Linked DNA regions of Sus scrofa: region 1 is linked to region 2. The links are chromatin contacts, called in public HiChIP or PLAC-seq maps. All regions are on one chromosome and are shown on one strand. Each heading gives the region's core, a stretch centred on a gene start, on an enhancer-like site or on the middle of the called end of the contact. The rest is flanking DNA. Distances are from core to core; before and after follow the strand shown. Region 1 has its middle 760 kb from the start of MYC. Region 2 has its middle 450 kb from the start of FAM49B.

Evidence for each region. HiChIP or PLAC-seq counts read pairs in DNA pulled down with a chosen protein or histone mark.
Region 1: an H3K27ac HiChIP or PLAC-seq map of alveolar macrophages shows a contact between it and region 2. The contact joins two enhancer-like sites. A contact is called at or near these places in 1 of 47 Hi-C or Micro-C datasets (embryonic fibroblasts) and 1 of 2 datasets of contacts at active chromatin or transcription factors (alveolar macrophages).

The regions. Positions count from the first base shown.
Region 1 is chr4:11,698,517-11,706,006 of Sscrofa11.1, reverse strand. No RefSeq gene overlaps it. Among named protein-coding and RNA genes, the nearest start is that of MYC, 760 kb to the left of the region's middle. Within about 2 kb of position 3,461, at least 14 of the 83 cell types and tissues checked have an H3K27ac peak or open chromatin away from gene starts, as enhancers often do. A contact at or near this core is called in alveolar macrophages, where this site is marked.
Region 2 is chr4:10,923,855-10,931,370 of Sscrofa11.1, reverse strand. No RefSeq gene overlaps it. Among named protein-coding and RNA genes, the nearest start is that of FAM49B, 450 kb to the right of the region's middle. Within about 2 kb of position 5,445, at least 5 of the 83 cell types and tissues checked have an H3K27ac peak or open chromatin away from gene starts, as enhancers often do. A contact at or near this core is called in alveolar macrophages, where this site is marked.

The sequences.
Region 1 (7,490 bases), core at 2,212-4,711, 780 kb before region 2:
GACTCGTGAACATAGCAGGTGTATGATTCATGACACATGATTGAACCATGTCTGTGTATAGCTTCAGAAGGTCAAGGGGAGTGAGCTGATAGATGTAAGTACTTAGAATGTTCATGAATACAGAGTAAATGTTCAGTCAACAGTGATGATGGTCACAGAGTTATCTTTGGTACAGAAATTCCATTTGTGGAAAAAATGAAAACCACCTTGGTTATCTGCTGAAGGGGTGTGGATCCATTGCCATCTCTTACACTTTCTTAGGCGCTGTCCTTCCTTGAAACTTGGGAACTGACCCTCAGACTGGTAAACCCTGAGGCCCTTTCCAGTGAAGATCAGGTAAAAGAAACATGATTGTTCCCTTATTTCAAACCTTCACTGGCTCCTTCTCTTATAAACTCCCAATGAGGGTAAATACACACAGCTCCTGCCTATGCCCCTATGCTCAGCCTCCCCTGCTCCTCTTACCTCTCGCTTTTTGCCTTCGGAATACTGCAATTAGACAGAGCTCTTTCACCACTTTGAATTTTGTCCATCTTGTTCTTCTTCCTGGAAAAAAACATTATGTGCCAGAGGAAGAGCTGAATTATGTCATTTAATTCTCATGTGACTTGGATCTGCTCTGTCGATGGCTTGTGAAGCGTTCAATGATTTTGTTGGCCTGATAGAGGATCACATTATTTATTTCACAGTCATTTATTGACTGCCTGCTCTGTGCCAGGCGAGGTGATAAGATGGAGAGGTGAGACAGAATCCCTGCCCTCAGGAGCTGTGTCTAGAGGCTAAATAAGTGCAGTATTAAGCAGAATGGTCAAGATAGAAGGAAAACTCAGCTGGGAAGCTTTGGATGAAACCAGAGTGTGTGGAGTTCCCTTTGTGGTGCAGCAGAAATGAACCTGACCAGGAACCATGAGGTTGCAAGTTTGATCCCTGGCCTTGCTCAGTGGATTAAGGATCCAGTGTTGCTGTGAGCTGTGGTGTAGGTCACAGAAGCGTCTCAGATCTGGCATTGCTGTGGCTCTGGCGTAGGCCAGTGGCAACAGCTCCGATTAGACCCCTAGCCTGGGAACTTCCATATGCTGCGGGTGTGGCCTAAAAAGACAAAAGACAAACAAACAAACAAAACCAGAGTATGTCAGGAAGATGGGAGTGACTGGGCTTAGCAGAAAGGGCAATTTATCCAGCAAAGGAATGAGTGGGTGAGCATCCCAAAAGCGAGAGAGTTGTGCTTGGACTTGGTCTATGGCAGGTCTATGGCTTTAAAAGAACCAGGCTCACCTGGGAGATTTTCTTTTTCTTTTCTTTTTTTTTTTTTTGCATTTTAGGGCTTCACCTAAGGAATATGGAAGTTCCCAGGCAAGGGATCAAATTAGAGCTACAGCCGCTGGCCTACACCACAGCCACAGCAATGCAGAATCCAAGCAGCCTATTAGACCTATACCACAGCTCACAGCAATACTAGATCCCTGACCTACTGAGCAAGGCCAGGGATTGAAATTGCATCCTCGTGGATACTAGTTGGCTTTATTTCTGCTGAACCACAATGGGAACTCCCTGGGAGAAGAATTTTGCGCAACACATTCAACGATGTGGTCAGGCTTTTCCCTGATAGCTCCCGGATGCTTCACAGTAGGAACATCGGCATGATAAGCCCTCTCAGGCATCTTCAGAGCTAGGCTGTAAGGACCTTTAAGAGTTCAGATGAGAGGATGGTTGGGATGGGAAAGACTTTGTCCACTGTGAGCTCCTGCTTGTGAGAACAAGACAACAGGGCCAGGGAGTTTCTGCCTCGGTTTTCTTAGCATCCCTCTGGGGCCAAGATGGAAAAAATGACAAGTTCCCCAGAATGAAGTCATCCAAAACACCAGTCTACCTGAGTTCTTGTCCAAAATTTAAATCTTCAAGTGTTTTTAGTTGCTGACAGGTGGCAAAATTTGCGAGCCAGGAAAGGTGTAAACAAAGCGGGGAAGTTGCTTCAGTTGGCAGTCGTTGGCTCTGCTTCCTTACATTCTTTCTCAAATGCCTTGGGGCTTAAAGGAAACAAACAAACAAACAAGTGACCCCTTGGCTTCCTATCAGTGATCCCTTTCCAGGTATTCTTCTCCATCTCTGTGTTCCCATCACTAAACCCACACTTCCTGTGTGTCTGCCAGAGAACCATAGGATCATGGCCACCATGTGGGAAATCCAAGGAGTGGGCTTTGGAGTAAGACATCCCTGGATTCAAAGCCACTTCTGAGCCGTGTAACATGATCCAAGTTCTCTGAGTTGAGTTGTCTTTACAATGACTCCTACCTCAAAATGTGATAGTCACATTATATGACCTGCATGTAGGGAAAGGTCAATAGACCAATGATACCTCTGATAATAATTACTTCCATGGCTTTTATTTCCATGTTCCTTATGAGGAAGGAGTAGGCTATGCCATCAAGACTTTGGGCGCTAAAGTGGGATATTGCACAATCTCTGGATCAGACAATACATACTTCACTCACCAATTATCTGACTTATCAACACATTCAAAGGCACGGGCTACTGAGTTTGCATCGTGACCAGTAGCACAAGCCTTCCTACTGTCCCTCCATATCCCCATCATCTGGAAATGCCACCTAGTCATGTCTACTCTCCTGAACTTAGGATTTGCCATCACTCTTTGGATTAGAGACAATGAGCTCTAAAAACCCTTCTAAAAATGCATATAGATGTGACCAGTTTAGCACCCATCTTCACATTAATATAAGAGAATGGGACTGTTGCCCAGAATAAGTCAATTTTTCAAGAAAGTAGGGGTGGGGGAGGAGGAAGGGGAAGAGGGGAAGACCCTATCTAGGTGTAAATGGCAAGGAGGATGTGGTCACTGGATGTCAGGGGCAGTTTTCAGTCAAGAAGGGCATGAGGGAAGGCGTGCAGGTGATCCTTCCTGTGAAAACAGGGTAGTTCTCTGTGGTGAGTCACCTGTCTGGGGTTCCCCCAAATGATAAACACTCAGTAGAGCCTATGAGCCCATGAAGACAGAGACTGTGTGGGAATGTGAGCCAGGAAGTCTGACTCCCCCATGCTCACCTTGCTCACCTCTTGTGAGATCCCAGATCCAGGGTGTTTGGTCTTAGAGCCCATTTCCTCATTTGTCCACTGGAGTGGGTGTGTGTTTGAGGAGGGAGGGTTATTTATAGCTGCGATTCTCTCCCAATGTGACTCTTCACTGACAGATGAGGAACAGAAAGTGAGACTGAGAAAAGTGATGAGAAAGAGGGAGCCCTGGCCCAGCTCCTTCCTCCTGTACTGTGCTTGGGCTGATGAACACAGAGATGAATTAAACACACTTGCATTCTAGAGGCACCTGTGATCTAGTCAGGGAGGCATTTAAGAAAATGGACCACAGCCCTGGAGCAGCTATAAACATAGTGTAGTAAATGCCAAGGCAGAAGGAAGCCCAAGTGCTGGGCCCTCTGCATTTGACCCAGGGCAAAGGGGAACCAAGAGACTGTTAGAGGACTGGGTGGCCACGGCCCTGCTCTGCCTTCTTCAGATCCTCACCTCGGGCCAGCTGTGCCAGGTGTTGGGGTTGAGGTAGGCATAGACCAGTTCCTTCTCCTTACCATGTAAATGTACACCTTCTCTTGAGAAAAAGACATCCTTAGAAAATATAAGTAAAAGGACTAAGGCATAGTCTTAAAAAACCACAGTGAAAATTTAGTAAGATTCTGAAATTTCTAGAAATTTTCAAACCTGTGTTTCTTATTTCTTGTCTTCTTCCTCATAATGTTTAAAGAAGATAAGGATGATGATGGGGCTTAATATAACAACGACTACAGTGATAATGACGATGCTGCCAGTACTAGTAACTAAGATTTATTAAGTCCTTACTATGTGCCAAGGACTTTGCATGCACCCTGTGAGACATGAGATATATGGCTGTCAGTTTTGCAAATGAAGACACTGAAATGTAGGCTTGGCTAAGAGCACACGATTTTACAACAGGTGTGTCTGACTTCAGAGTCTGAGCCCTTAACTGCCCTGTCTGTCCCTGTACTGCTTCATGGTCTTATGCTCTTGGTCTTGTGTGCTGGTTTTCAAGGAAAACAGGAAAGGGGTAACTGGAGGGAATGAGCTCTACTCTAACAAAGGGATGCCCAAGTGGAGACATTGCGAGTGACAGATAGGAAGAAGAGAGCAACACAGACTAAACCACTGGGGTCAGCAATTAGAAAGTAACTTATCCTCGAAGAGTAGAGTTGTGAGCGAGTGAGAAGCAAGGAGAATTGTGGTGGACAAAGGATGAAACAGCTGCTCATAAAAAGAAAGTGATCTGGACAGTGCAGCTCCCTGCCCTTTCATCCTCCAGAAAGGGCAAAAAGAGAGAAGAAACAGTATGTTTGGAAGGCTTCCTCCTAGTGATTGCAACCTCCTTATTAAGGACTCTTTTCTCTCCAGTGTTTGTGTTCCCACTTCCTCTTTGGAGGTATCTTGTAGCCCCAACCACCCTCTGTAGAATTCATATGACTCTTTCCAAAAATCAGTAGGAACAAAGGTTGAACATTGCAAAGCCTCTTTCCTGCCTTGCAGGCTTTGCAGATGCAGGTGAGTGTGCATCGTAGACTCCAAGTGGAAGAAAGAGACTCCTTTTTGCTCAGCCAAGAGAAGAGAGGCAACTTTGCCACCCTGTGCCCTCCATCCGGTCCTTTTCCACGTCTCCCTTCCGGAAGTCGCGTGGGCAATATCAGCGTGACCTCCATTTTATGACATCTCTTCCAAATATCTGCTTAATGAGAGCCCCGCCCACAGATGAGGTTTCTCTATAACTTGAAAATTTTGGGGCTCTTTGGAAACTTTTTTTTTTTCTCTGAACAGGAGTGCTATATATAGTTGCTGCTTTTAAGTTCCTATCTGCAGTGAAACACAGCTTCCTGCTTTCTCTGTAAAGGGTATTTGAGCTCACCTAGAAATACCTGCATTCAGATTAGCTTGGTTTGCTTTTTAGAAGGCTGCAGGCAGGACTGGTCTCCTGTGGGAGAAACAGGAATCCTTTTTCTTCTCACCACCTGCTCTACTTAGTCTTCACTCCCCTCTCACTTCCAGTCTTCTTCTGCATTCTTTCTTTGCATTATTCTTTTAACGACAGAGTGAGAATTAAGAGTATGCAACTAGAAATAGCTTCTGTTGAGCACTTTTCTAATGTTGGGCGACCATAATTTCACTGGTTTTGAACAAAGACGTTCAGAGTAAAGAACACGGGGCTTTCAGGGAGATGAAAAAGGACATACATGCCAGCATTATTTTTAGCTTTGAGACCTTGGCCCAGGTATTTTTGTTTCCTCATTTGTACATAAGATCACAGGAAGATTTAAAAAGATATGTGGGAGTATTACAAGTAAGTAACTTGTCATGAAGGACTTAGGTTGTTGAATATCATCAAAAGTATTCTAGACTTGATGCACTGGGCACTAAGTTAATGTTGCTGCAAAAACCAAAGTCATGTTTTTCATGCATATTTTTTCCAGAATGCAAAATCTGCCTCGGTGACAAATAAGTACTTAAAATAGCTGAACATTTTATTGAAGGAGATTTTCAATTTTTTATCAGCCACTGGTAATGTTAACTTTGATCATTTGATTACGATGTGTTTGCCAGGTTTCTCCATTGTACAGTCACTATCTTTCCACTTGCAGTTATTAAGTAGTTTGTAGAGCAAAGATCACCAAAAATGGGATGAACTGAGACCACGTGACTCCTAAAGAGATACACTGACTTCAGGTTGTGGTGTTTCTGCCCAAAATGCATAAAACACATCAAGTCATTCGGAAATATCAGCCAAAGCCCCAACTGAGGAGTTGTCTGCACAATTAGTGGCTGGTATTATTCAAAAGTATCAGTCTTATACAAGCCAGTAAGGCTTTGGAGATCCTAAATTAGGTACTGGAGTGGAAAATTTGATGCATATACCATTGGGACAATTGGTGAAACTTGACTGTGATCCATGGGCTAGTTAGTAATATTGTGCCAGGATTTCTCTTGCAGCACAGCAAGTTAAGGATCTGGCATCATCACTGCATCAGCTTAGGTCACTACTGGGGTGCAGGTTCAATCCCTGGCCTGGGAATTTCCATATGCGGTAGATGCGGCCAAAAAATAGCATTGTGCTATGTTAAATTTCATGATTTTTATAATTATATTATGGTTATGGAGGTGAATTCCCTTGCTCTTAGGAACTATAGATCGAAGTATTTACCAATAAAGGGGTAAGATTCTGCAGCTTACTGTCATTAGTTTAAGGGGAAAAGTATATAAAAATGTATAGACATACATACATATGTATATGTATATACATATGTATGTACATGAATGTGTGTATATATTTATATAAAATGCATGTACATACACGTATTCTTATATACATCCATATGTACATATAGAAAAGGGAGAGATATGAAAACAAGTGTGGCAAATGTTAACAACTGGTTGAATCTGGATGAAGAGGACTTAAGATTTGTTTTTGTTTAATTCTTACAATCTTTCTGTAAGTTTGAAGTTATTTCAAAATTAAAAAAAAATTGAACCAATCAAATTAGAAACCAATGCTTCAGGAGAGAAAAGGAAACAAGCTGCAAAATCAGTTTCCTGCATTTCTCAAGAGCTCAAAAGAGTTGAGCTCGGTTTCCATGAATTCTGTCGGCTAAGGTTGTGATTTTTTTCATGGTGATAATTCTCACAGGGAATGTATAATTATAGCTTCTCTGTCACAGATGGTGACTGAGGTGGGTTAAGAATCCCGAGAAAATTCAAGCATCCCATTTGAGCTTTGAGATCTCCTCATACAGTTTTGAACAAAGTTGCCTAACAAGATATCATTCAAGCATTTGGTTACGTGTCAAATTAAGATTTATTGAACAATCTATATTTCAGTGCTGTGCTAGGTTCTAGAACAAAGACTTGAGCAGGGCCTTCCCCTTCACTCAAGCTGTTTACAGGTCAGATGTGGAGAGAGTAACGTCATTAGTAGTGAGACTCTGGAGTTGCAAGGATTTTAATAGAAATAGACCTAAGAAATTAATAAGGAGGAAAGAGCCAGGAGGGAAAAAAAAAAAAGCCTTAATAAAGAAATGGTGTCTAAATAGAACTGTAGCACATGGAGAAGGGCCTTTCAGACAGAGAGAAAGATGGTGGTCTGAGCAAAAGGACCTCTCTACCTACCTAAGGCCCATCATTGGATGTTGATGGGCTCTACAGTGTGTGGTGGAGGGAAAGTAAAAATGTTGGGAAAACCTTTGTGCAAAGTTTTGTTTCCCTTGTGATAGAGAGTTGGGGGTGATGTCAGTATTCTCTTTATGACCCCAGTTCCAGATATCTGAGTGTCTTACAAATCCTACAGCTGATGGTGGTTGGTCACCATTTTCCTTTAGTATTGAAATAAATGGGCTCAAACTTCCATCTACATACACGAAAAACAAAGAAACAAATAAAACAAAAAAACCAGAAACAAATAAACAAAAAAA
Region 2 (7,516 bases), core at 4,196-6,695:
AATGTGTTGGAGCCCTTTTACAGACCTCTGCATTCCTACAGGTCTTTCCACCCTAAGCTCTGTCCCCTCTAATGTTGTGTTTCTCTAGGGATGATAGGTCTTGGGTCTTGGGTTCGGTTCAATGAATCCCAGGACTTGGACACATTTTAAACAAGTTAGAATCCCTGTGTTATTTTCAATTAAAGGCTTTGTAAGGCAAAGGATACCAACTCAGCCACCAAAAATTTGGGTCTGGGGCAACTTCTTCAGCCTTCCTGACAGGCCGAATATGTTGTGGTGAGCCTGGCTCCTGTCAAAAGCAATGAGAGAGACAGCAAGGGACATTGGGAAAATTAGGCTTGGCAGCAACCTAAGCCACTGAATATTCAAATGCATGGCGTGCGAAGTGTGGTCTGACCATCACAGACTGGAAAGCAATGAGAGTTCTGGATAGAATTTGGGTACTTGTGAGAAATGATTGAAAAGATCAATCTCAAGGCAAAAAAGGAAAAATAGGAGAAATATCAATGGTCAGAGAGAGGGTAGGAATGAGCAAAAACTACATAAGTCCTTTGCAGAATTTTACATTATTTTTTAAAAATCTACTTGATACTGGTTTGCTCACCAAATCCATTCATTTGGTGAATATTTACCAAGCTTGAATTTTTTGTGAGTTGGGAAGTACTATGGAGCCTACAAAGGACTTTGATGTGAAAAAAGAGATTGGGTGGAAAGGGTGCACCAAAAACTGTAATACTGATGAAAAGTCATAAATTTCCTAAAACGACTGATGCTCAAAGTCATTATTGAGTAAGAAGCATGGGAAGTTTGGTAGATCTGACTTTAGCCTTGGTCCTGCTATTGACACAATGAGTGACCATTGCTGTTATCATAAAGGCTGACATTCAGTGACTGGCACATTTTAGATATTCAGTAGATACCAGATGGGGGAATGGATGAATGAATGAATGAATCCTTCCTATGGGTCACGCAAAGAGCTGAGGGTACTTGCTTTCCTATGAGGTGGGTACGACTGTTGCCCTTACTTCATAAATTTTTAAAAACTAGGGTTTAGAGAGTTTACATAACTTTCACACGGTCACATGGCTATTAAGTAGGAAAAAGCCAGAACTCGAACCCAATCTGTCCAATTCCAAAAACAGAATCTCAAATTTCTGCCTTAGAATCAGCTATTGGGGGGAGGGGGCCACACCCATGGCATTGAAAAGTTCCCAGGCCAGGGACTGAACCCATGCCATGGCAGCAACCTGAACTACTTCCGTGACAACACTGGGTCCTTAACCTGCTGCAGCACATGGGAACTCCAGAATCAACTATTCTTATATGTGATAGGGACAGAGAAGGTAATTCTAGGAGGAAATCAGAGAGTAAACATTCTCATAGAATGGAGGGAAATCAAGAGGATGCCAAGTGGAAGAAGGTTGTGTCTTCCCAACTGGAGTGAAACAGAAAAGGGGACTCTGGCCAGAGTGGGAGGGAGGACCTGCTCAGAAGCAGGAGGTGGTCCTTGAGGCACAAAGGATGATGTGCCAGCATTACCATGTTGGGTCAGAGGGCCTCCATTACTAAATGCCATCATGTTTGCCACCTGCCTACCTAGAGAGCAGAGACAACTGCATGAAGGCTAATGAAGCCACTGGATGAATGCACTATCTTTGGTTGGGGGGGAAGGGTGGCAGCTACAATATGGGAGAGTGAGAATTGGCCACAAACATTTTAGAAATGGGGTCAGTAAACTTTGACCAGTGCACCAAATCTGACTCACGACATTTTTTGCAAGTAAAAGTTTAGCAAAACAGAACTATACTCACTGGTTTATATACTATTTATGCTGTTTTCACATTACAAAGACAGGGTTAAGGAGACGTGTGAGAGACCCCATGCCTGAAAGGCCTAAAAGGTTTACTATCTGACCGTTTACAAAAGACCTATATCAACTTCTTGTGATAAGATCATGCGACAAGACATATACCGAAACGCCTATCCAGTGTCTGGTTATATGGTAAATAGGTGGAAAATTCATTTTACCCGAATCACCATCAAGCCCACGAGCCTCTACCCAACTGGGCTGATTTACACAAAGTAGCTGATCATGAGGCCCCTCGGTGGTGATTTTATGAAGGGAAAGGAAATGGTTAGCATTCAGCAGGACTATGCACCAGGGACTGAACAAAGAGCCTGCATACCATTACCACACTGAAGCCTCCCCATGGCTCAGCAAAGCAGGCATCGGTGCTCCCATTTCATAGACGTTTCACAGCTGAGAAGCAAGAGAGGCAGAATCTGAACCTAATTCAACCTAACCTTCCATCATAACACAAGCCCAGGGTAAGAGAATTGAAAGAATTAAAGACCCAGTTAATCCTCTCCTCTCTTCTTCAAGTTGAAGGGCATGACCTTTTGGGAAAGGTGCAGCTGGGAGGTGCGGACCTGCTATCAGAACTGGCAATGGCGCTTTGAAGTGGGGATCACAGTTCACCATGTCAGAACAATGGGTCCCTGGAAGCGGAGGGCACCAACTCGTCAAAAAACAGGGACAACAGCTTCATGGGGCAATGGGGGAAATGGAGGAAGAATTCAAATCAAAACATCAAAGGAAGAGAGAAAGTGATCCAAGACAGCTGAAAACCGAGCTTCATGAAAGAGTCTTTAGGGACACAAAGAAAAGAAACAAAGAATGGGGGTCACCAGCATTACCCAGAGGAAACTAGACGGAAAACACTACAAACAATCCTGAGGTCTCCCAATGTCAGCATGCCAACCAACATACTGGTTGGAGGTACAGAACTAAGTTAAAGCCAATGGGTTTGTGTCTGGTGTTCTCCAACAATATGAGATGTGGGCAGAGAAAGAACCCATGATACAGATATTGTCATAGGGAAGTGCAGTGACTCTGAATCAGACCTGCACTCACATGTCATCCACTATTCCTAGCTGGGTAATTTGAGCAAGTGAGTTAACCTCTCTGGGCTTCAGCTGCAACTCAAGTGTCAAAGTGTCATAATAGGGTCTCACTGGGCCACTGTGATGATTAATTTTTTAAGTGCAAAGTGCTCAGTACATAATCAAATGCTCAATAAATATTAGAGATATTACAATTGAGAGCATTACAAAGTACTATGAAAATAGGTCAGAGACAGCTCCTGAGAGGAGATGATGTATTATCTGTGTCTTGAAGGAGGAAAGAAGTTCATGAGATGATGTTCTCATGGTGGTACAGTGGGTTAAGAACCCAACATAATGTCCATGAGGATGCAGGCTTGATCCCTTGCCTCCTCCATTGAGTTAAGGATCTGGCCTTGCTGCAAGCTATGGTGTAGGTCGCAGATGCCACTCGGATCCAGTGTTTCCATGGCTGTGGTGTAGGCCCCTTATCTGACCCCTAGCCCAAGAAATCCCATATGCTGCAGGTGCAGCCATAAAAAGAAGGGGAAAAAAAAGAGGTTCATGAGGTGACAGTCTCCAGGATGGATGGAGAAGAGATGAGGGAGCTAGAGATGAGGGTGAGAAGACGGGCTTGATTCTTTGTCTCCAGTATGGTCCAACCACTTCCATTCTCCATTCTATCCTTAAGCACTACCCCAACCCTGACACTAACATCGCTTAAAACCTATGAATGATTCTATTTGGATTCAGGGTAATATTCAAATGCCCTAGCATGCAACATACAACTAATGCACTCATCCAATATGCATTTATTTAGTGCCTACTATACGTCATCGTGAACTGCTCTTGTAAGGATGAATATATGGGCTTTGACTGTGAGAAGTTCACAGACAAGTAGGGAGAAAGATAAATGTCAAGCACATTCAGCCCAATAGGGTCAGAGCGATGACGGGTCTGTGCCTTCAATACTAGAGTGGAGAAAAGGACTCATAGCTCCTTTGTTTTTTTTTAATTAGAGTATAGTTGATTTACAATGTTGTGTCAATTTCTTCTATACAGCAAAGTCACCCAATTGTGCATATTTATACATTCTTTTTCTCATGTTATCTTCCATCATGGTCTATCCCAAGAGACTAGATATAGTTCCCTGTGCTATACAGCAGGACTTCATTGCTTATCCACTCCAAATGTAATTGTTTGCATCTACTAACCCCAAACTCCCAACCCACCTCTCACCCCGCCTCTCCCACTTGGCAACCACGAGTCTATTCTTCATGTCTTGAGTCTGTTTCTATTCTGTACATAGGTTCATGGGTGCCACATTTTAGATGCCACATATGAGTGATATCATATGGTATTTGCCTTTCTCTTTCTGACTTACTTCACTTTGTATGAGACTCTCTAGTTGTATCCATGTTGCTGCAAGTGGCTCATAGCGCCTTTAGATTGGAAGTATCAGAGAAAACCTTACAGTGGAGATAAAGCTGAGATGAGTTTTGAAAACTAAGTAAGAGAAGAACAGAAAGAAATCAAGAAGACAGAGCAGCACACAGAAAAGCCTGGAGACAATGGAGTTCCCGTCGTGGCTCAGTGGTTAACGAATCCGACTAGGAACCATGAGGTTGCGGGTTCAATCCCTGCCCTTGCTCAGTGGGTTAAGGATCCGGCGTTGCTGTGAGCTGTGGTGTAGGTCACAGACGTGGCTCGGATCTGGCGTTGCTGTAGCTCTGGCGTAGGCTGGTGGCTAGAGCTCCGATTAGACCCCTAGCCTGGGAACCTCCATATGCCGCAGGAGTAGCCCTAGAAAAGGTAAAAAGACAAAAAAAAAAAAAAAAAAAAAAGCCTGGAGACAAAATAAACTGGCATTTCGTAGGTGTTCTTAAGAGTCCAATATTGCTGGGGCCAGGTTTAGAGCTCCAGGAGATGAGAGGGCTCCAGTAGCAGAGACTAGATCACCGATCTTAGATGCCATGCCAAGGAGCTTTTCCTTTTATCTTGTGTATAATGGGAAACCGTAGAAAAATCATAGTCAGAGTTCCCATTGTGGCTCAGCAGCAACAAACCTGACTAGTATCCATGAGGACAGGGGTTCGATCCTTGGCCTTGCTCAGGGAGTTAAGGAGTCACCACTGCCATGAGCTGTGGTGTAAGGTGCTGACACAGCTCGGATCCCATGTTGCCATGGCTGTGATGTGGGCCAGCAGATGCAGCTCTGATTGGACCCCTAGCCTGGGAACTTTCATACACTGCAGGTGCGGCCCTAAAAAGACAAAAAAAAAAAAAAAAAGAAGAAGAAAAAGAAGAAGAAGAAGAAGAAAGGTCATGGTCTGTGCTGCATTAGATGATAATCTAGACAGGAGCCAAAAGAGAGGGAGAGAGACCATGAGAGGCTCCTTCAGTAATCTGGGCTCCACAGGACAAATGAATGAACGCACAGATAAAGGAATGATCAGAGAGATGATGGTTCTGATAACTTTTGCCAGAGTTTCTAGTCACCGGAGAAAGGGAAGTGGCTTGCATATCCTTTGCAACTGCTATCCCCTCCCCCACCCCCAGCTTCGTGAATGGTTTCTCGCTTTGGCACGCATGTGTATCTCTTCCTCAAATGCCGGTAATCTGAGCAACTTGTATCTCGCGCTGATTATTTTTTAAACAATTCACTCTGGGAGGCAAGTGCCAAGCCAGTTCAAGCAGGATTTCCAAGGGTCCCAGGCAGAAAATAGAAATAAACAGTCGAGGTAGAGTTTGGACCAAAAGAGTCATCAGGGAGAGGTATTCGGAGATGGCCTGGACCACAGAAGAGTAACAGCAAGGATGCTGAGACCAGGCAAAGGCCGGGAAAGTGGGCATAAACGGTTAGCCCCTTAAGAGGATAACACTGCTCTCAGACACACCACAATGATTCAGAGGCCAGTGCGGGCCTCTTTTGATTCACTAATTACTAGTATTAATATACCAATTTTTGTGCCTGCCAGGCACTGGATACTAAAAGGAAAAAGACGCAATTCCTCAAGAATCTCCCAGCATAATGGAGCAGGCTGGGAACCAATCAGACTTACTGCATTGCAAGAACTGCTAAGATATAAGAAAAAGAAGGAAATGCTTCATTCTACCTGTGAATGAAAAAATGCCTTGACATAGAAAGAAAAAAAAAACAGTCAAGCAGAACATAGAAGGATGATGAGCAGGACTCTGTAAAACAGAGGAATGAGCTCATGCAAAGGCACAGAGGTGTCAAGGGAAGGAAGGCTTGGAAAACTTGAAAAAGAACTTGGCTAAATCTAAATGCTTTCAGCCAAGAGCCTTGTTCACCATCTCTTTGTCTCTCTGCCTTGCATGCAGGGCAGAGGCCTCAAAAGGCAGCTTTCTGCTCTTGATGTCATAAAGGCTGGGGGACAAACACTGTCTTCAGGCAGAAGAGAGCTACAAGTGGGGTCACAGTTAATCAGCACATCAGAAAACCTATGATCCAGCCATTGTTAAGAATGAAAGCAATTAGATAGCGTCCATCTGTAGGGAACTTCCTAAAATACATGTCTGAGATTGTGAACTTGGTCAGTTGCACAATAAACTAGAGGGAAAGTTGAATGTCTTTCCCAAGCAGCCACTTGCTTGGCTGCAGAACTGGAGGAAGGTAAGAAACTCCCTAAACCTGTTTCCTAATCCATGAAAGAGGATGAGAGAGAGGAGAGAGTGAGTGAATGAGAGAGAGAGAGAGAGAGAGAGAGAGAGAGAGAGAGTGAGTGATAACTCCCACTCACAGGCTACCCTAAGAATTAAACATGACATGCAGGAGAGGGTCTAGCACAGTGCCTGACACCCAGTAGACAATGAACAAGTGTGAGCCCCCAGCATCCTCCCATCCCCTTGAGTCAGTGTGCACATCCTGCTCACAGTAGGTATTCATGTATTCTTGGCTTAAAAACCTATCAACCTCGGAGTTCCTGTCATGGCTCAGCAGGTCAAGAATCCAACCAAGTATCCATGAGGATGCAGGTTTGATCCCTGGCCTCACTCAGTGGGTTAAAGGATCCAGTGTTGCTATGAGCTGTGGTGTAGGTCACAGATGGAGCTCAGATCTGGCACTGCTGTGGCTGTGGTGTAGACTGGCAGCTGCCCCTCCAATTCGACTCCTAGCCCAGAAACAACCACAGGTGTGGCCATCAAAACAAAAACAAAAACAAAACACTTATCGACCTCCACATAGCTACTGGGTCTACTAAAAGCAGAAAAAGAACAATAACAGCATTCACTGCATGCCAAATACTTTGCCTCTATTTCCTCATTTAATTTTCGCAACCACCAAATGAGGTAGCCAGCTGTCATGCATTTCCATTTTACATCTGAGAAATTCTGAGGAGCAGAGACCTAAAGCGATGTCTGAGGCCATGCAGCTACTAAAACAGCAGAGTTAGCAACTGACTCTGGATCTAGACCAGTGAGGGGTCCACTCGGGTCCTCCAGAAAAGCCCATTCCGGAAATAAAACCGAGGTAACCTCAGGTGACTTTGCTCGGCACGTGACACCTGGATGAAGCCGGACAGCTTCCACATGCCCCAGAGTGAACCTGTCTGCAACCCCACTCAGTTACATCCGCCAGCATCTCCGGCACATCAAGTGATACGACCAT